Linked DNA regions of Zea mays: region 2 is linked to region 1. The links are chromatin contacts, called in public Hi-C maps. All regions are on one chromosome and are shown on one strand. The core of a region is the stretch at or near the end of the contact, and the rest is flanking DNA. Distances in the headings are between cores, read along the strand shown.

Region 1 (2,862 bases), core at 96-2,595:
CGCCGACAATAGTACAATCGGCGAAAAACGTAATAACATTTATGTCCATACCTGGGTGCTCTGGAGAAGCTTCGTAGTCGACCAGGTCTTCTCCTAGTAGGTAGTCCTCCTCTATGGGCGTCAGCACGTCATTGGAGGTGTCCTGGTGTGGTGCGGATGGTCCGGACTCGAGAGTCGGACGGTCCGTGTCATCTGCGGATGGTCCGGCCTTTATAGCCGGACTGTCTGCCATACCTGCAGAGAGCTGTGAAGTTGTTGTCTCATTTTCTGTCTTCGAGGCCGTTTGATTTATTTCAACGGCCTTTGGTGTAAAGCCCAAAAAATTGTATCAGAGAAAAAAATAATAATAATGATATAAATGTATAAATATTATTGTGTAGGGTTTTAGGATTATGGAACTGTTGGAGATTACTTATTTGTGCATATTCAATTAATAGAATTATATTGTTTAAACAACAAATAAATAAATATAGAAAAAATGCATATCATGCTCGAATTCTTCTATGTTTGCATTTGTACTCAAATTTTTGAGACAAGTTAAGCTTGAAAGGTAGAATTTGTAACACCCAAAATCCTATTTTGGGGATTTTCTCCCAAAGAAAATGAGTTAGAGTGTACCTTAAGAGTAAATTCCTTTCTTTTCAAAATACATTTCCCTAAAGAACATAAATTGTAATATTAAACTTGTGGGTAGCTCGAAGCTTAGAATTAAACTTTGAAAACTAGAGATAACATCATCAAATATTGAACTCATGGACTATTCTTAAAAAATAACTTTGTGTTTAGGAACCTTCTTTTAGTAAAGACCAAATTAAAGACTCTTAATTTATTAGAGTGAATTTATGCCCTCACGAATTATATATGTAGAGACTTTTTAAAAGTTTCAAGTTAAAGGTATCCCTTAATGGAGATTATACATTAGAAAGTATTATGAATATTCGAAATATTTTATGAAAACATATTATTTTGTGTGTATGAGTTGTATATTTAGAAGCATTGTCTAAATAATTAATTAATAGAAATAAAATAAAAACTTTTGCTTTGCATGCTGGAGTTTGTTTGTGCGTTTTGAAATTTGCTATTCAAACTTACGTTTGAATTTGAAATTTAACATAGAAAAGAAGAAAGGAATCTTCCTTTAGCCGAGCAGCCTATCACATCTGAGACCACTCGACCACTCCTCCCTTCACGTGGTCCATGCATTGTGATTTTTTTCTTTTAATCATCCAGCCGCGAATGACTTCATCATCTTAGTTTTTTTTGCACTGCTGTGTGGCCCAGATGACAGCCCCATCTCCTATACGGATATTCAATTCTGTTAAACGACCTAAGCCGAGGATCCATGATAACCGGGGTTAGTTTACCAACTCCAAACTAACCGCACTTTTCACTCTACCAGCCGAGCACCCTTCCCTAGGATCAGTGACGGTCCTATCATTTTAGGTGCCCGGGACAAGATTTTAAACAGAGACCCTTCAAATTATTTTTAATATATAAATGTTACTAATTAAACACTCAAAATACATTTAAAAATATTTATATCAAATAATAAGTAAATAAAAGTATATATATATTATAATATCACTTTAATTTTTTTTCTAACGTGTTTAGATATTTATTATTTTGTTGATGTGCTATTTGATCATATGACTAGAATTAGGCCCTACGAATTCAGGGGCCCAGAACAACTGCCCCTCTGCCCACCCTCGGGGCCACCACTGCCTAGGATACATATATGACTGCCCACGCACCCTGTAGGCCATCAAATAGAGCTGCGTGTACCCACGACGGAGAACCACGAGTCCTCGCCATTGCCGTAAGCCGAGAAAGTCTTGTTGCCGCAAGCAGAGAATAAGAGAGAGAGAGAGCCACAATTGAGAGACACCGCCGGCCGGTAGTGATGAACCAGGGGACCCGGACTCGGGATGACAAGGGTTCGTGGCAATATGGTCGGGGCTGGCGAATGCGGTGCTCGCCGGATGCTCCAACGGGGAGTCTCATCAGGCTTCATCATCGTTGTTCATGGGCTGGTTGCAGCCGCTGCCATCCACCATGGCTGGCACTCTACTCTCCGTCGTCTGACTGTCAAATCACCCTGCCGCATAACTCACGGTATGGAATTCGCCCCACATATAGTTCTCCCTATCTTTCTCTACGTGTACCACTTGTTTAGCATGATCGAGCGTCATGATTCTGCACTCCGCCACTGTAATACCCAAAAATGTATAAAGTGATATTATATTGGATCTCCTTATTTTGTGTGCCATATTTGCATCATAAAAAGAGCATACAGGTAATTAAGAGTGATTAATTAAAACCAATGATACTAAAATAAAAGAAAGTGCATCTTATTGGAGTTTTATATGTTTGTCCATTAAATAAAATAATAAGGATAATAATAATAAGATAATAATTATTAAAAGCTTGAATCCTAAATTGAGAATTAGGATTTGAAATAAGAGAAGTGAAGAAATGAGAAAAATACTATATAAAATAAAATAAAAATCAGAATAAATACCTTTCACACTGATATTATCAAACTGTACATTTCAAACTGAGGAGTTGTTTATCACAAAGTTTGAATTTAAAATCTCTACAACTATTAAGCGTCATCTGTAGACTGTCCCCGCTCTCCCCTGCCACCCGCGGATCCCGCACGCGTACAGCAGACAACCGCCGCCCGCCCGCCCCCACCCAGCCGCGATTCCCCCGCCTCTAGCAGCCCGCCCGCCCGCCGCACGACCGCCCGCCGCGAATCCCCCCCCCCCGCAACGCCCACGGCGAATCCCCCGCGCGAACCGGCCGCCAGCAGCCGCCTCGAGCAGCTCGCACGCCCACCGCAAATTCCGCCGCACGACCGCC
Region 2 (2,700 bases), core at 34-2,533, 250 kb after region 1:
TGTGTTTAATGCATTCATGCCAAAGCATGTATTTTGTTTGGTGGATTTTCAAATCCAATTTGTCGATATAATTTGTGAGAAAATATTATTTTATAAAGTAATAATGAATTGGTAAAATAATATTTTTATTTGGAAAATACTTATTTTGTAGTGCTAATAATTTTTTCTTATAACTAATTGCAAGAATCTCGATTTTAATTATTTATCTCTTTTTGGTGAAGTCCATTTTATTTAATTAGTGGATTTTCCCTAAAATAATTTATATTTAAATAGAGTATACTATTATTATTGGATATATACACGTACGTTTTAAGTTAAAAAAGGTAAATGAAAATAAAAAAGAAACAAATTGCTAATCGCATGCATTCGTGACCCAAAATCCCAGCCCACCAATCGCACGTGTCTCTCTCTCTCCCTCATTTCTTTCACAGCAGACAGGTCCCACTTCTGTTCTTCTTCTACGTTCTTCACAGTGATCGAGTTGTCGCTTGGCCTCGCTGTAACGGCACGGTCGCCGAGTGCCGCCGGCTCTTCTGTCTCCTCGCCTCTCGCCTCCTCGAGCATCAGAAGCCGCACGTCCGTTTTCATTTCCTTTTCTCCACTCACGAACGCCCGCTTCTTCTCCCAGTGCTGCCGCCATTAATGTGCTCTTCACCGCGAGCGTTTCAGTGGGGTTCGTTGTGCTAATTCAATGACTATTAAGCCGCCTGCAAATCCCATCCCTAACTTATAAATAGGGCTGCGCTCGCTCCCTTCTTCCACTTTGCACGCTCGCCTCTCCCAGCCCTACTGCTCCCTTGCCACTGAATGGAGAAGCCCTGCAGCTCGCCGCCCTCCCCTCGCGCTTCTGCCCGTTGTTGTCGTCGAAGCTACGCCGCTACTATTACTCAGCACTGTCGCATACCGATGTTGCTCGCTGCAGTGCTGCGCTGCACCTCGCTAGAGCTCCGTCGCTGGCGCCGCATCCAGAGCCCTCTGCCCTCCACCCCGCAGTCAAGAGCCCTCTGCCTCCTGTCGTATGTGCTGCGAGTATACAAATGAAGGTAGAAGAAGACTTCTAATTATGTGATCTACCCCTATATCTACCCCTTTAAATTTTAGAAACCCATTTTAATCTAGCGCGGGCCATTTTAGGGGAGGAGCACGGCCAGGAGCTGTTGCTGATGCCTGGTGGTGGCTACTTCTCTCGTGCGTTACTTTCGCCCTGCGATGATGATGGTATAGGGCAGGGCGTGGTGTTTATATACGAGATGAGATGGGTGAGGCTATTTAGGGGAGGGACCCCTCCAGCCAGCAGCAGCTCCAGGCCCGCCAGCGTTTGGTGGCTTGTAGCTCCACGTGTCGTGTGGTCATGCACCACTCGGCAGGGTCACGGATGTAGCGGCAGTATTAATAGGTCTTTGGTTTGAAAAATCACTCTATTTAAAATGAGGTGATGTATCATAAATCTATTTATTAAATTTGGTGTAATGATCTTATTTTCCATATTAGTATTAACTAACAAATTATAAGGAATGAACTAGTGATGGATCAACTCATTCCATTCATAAACCAAATAAAAAAAATGAGGCGTGAGAAAATGACGGACTAGCTCATTTATCAAATCAAACACTCTATTATTGTTTGGCACATAAAAGATAATAATTTAGCCCGTTTTCATAAGAATTGTTATGAGGGTATATATATATATAGTTGGGTTGATCAGGTCACGTAAAAGATTGGCTTTTCAGATAGTTAAAAGACTATACTATACGATACAACCCTGAAACCATATATTATAAATGTAGTTAAGAGATTATATATGAAGAATCGTGTATTGATATTCTGGAGTCTCCAAGAGACCCTATGTTAAATAGGGTTGTACAGTCCTTAAGTTGTCTTCGGCGGATCTTGTAAAATATGGGACGCGGAACTGTAGATGACACTGTTTGACACTTTTAGTTTGAAATAAGGTATAAGATATGAGATCTACTGGAGATGGCCTTAGAGCATCTCCAAAAGAACCCCATAATATCATCCCTTAGTTTCTTGTGATCTCCAACACGCCACAAAAAACCAAAAATTTGAACTGGGTCAGCCCATACTCGCATCACGCCACCGCACCATGCTTTGCAATATTTCTGTTGCAACCCCAGTCCAAATACACATGTCGTATTTGCTAAGGGTGCGTTTGGTTAAATGTACAAAGAGGGATGGAATGAGGCGGCCACATTTTCTATAGTGTTTGGTTGAGAGTCAAACGGAGGCGAGGTGAACACCGGAGTGATTTTTGAGGGCGGCGTGATCCTTCTCAGCCGTCATCATATTTGCCAAGATCCTTCGCGGCCGTCGCAACGCCGAGCACATAAGTGTTCATTGTGGCGTCAGCCACCGCCGATCTCCATCCTTGTGCACCGGTGGTATTGCTTTGAGTACTGATCAGGTATGTCCATACCTTGCTAGCGACGGTAATGGATCGTGATCCAAATAGTTCTTCACAAAATGTCAAGGCCCTAAATAAATTATAGTTCAAAAATGACTAGAAATAAAGCCTGATCCTAACCCGCTTCGATACTTAAATCTTATAGTGCAAAAATTATAGCCCATTGTCAGCCTTACGTATGCTCTGCTTCCATTAGCGCCAATCTCGTGTCACTCTTTGGAGTTTTAGTCAGAGCATATGCATCATCATAGGATACGATTATGCATGCATCCTCCCTG

The links. A called contact is a pair of places that touch in the nucleus more often than the background predicts.
Region 2: a contact with region 1 is called in a Hi-C map of ear, with 2.2 times the contacts expected there. The contact joins two enhancer-like sites. A contact is called at or near these places in 2 of 25 Hi-C or Micro-C datasets (ear and tassel).

The regions. Positions count from the first base shown.
Region 1 is chr2:120,694,271-120,697,132 of Zm-B73-REFERENCE-NAM-5.0, forward strand. No RefSeq gene overlaps it. Among protein-coding and RNA genes, the nearest start is that of LOC103646909, 15 kb to the left of the region's middle. Within about 2 kb of position 1,346, at least 11 of the 20 cell types and tissues checked have an H3K27ac peak or open chromatin away from gene starts, as enhancers often do. A contact at or near this core is called in ear, where this site is marked.
Region 2 is chr2:120,948,843-120,951,542 of Zm-B73-REFERENCE-NAM-5.0, forward strand. No RefSeq gene overlaps it. Among protein-coding and RNA genes, the nearest start is that of LOC103648883, 53 kb to the left of the region's middle. Within about 2 kb of position 1,284, at least 8 of the 20 cell types and tissues checked have an H3K27ac peak or open chromatin away from gene starts, as enhancers often do. A contact at or near this core is called in ear, where this site is marked.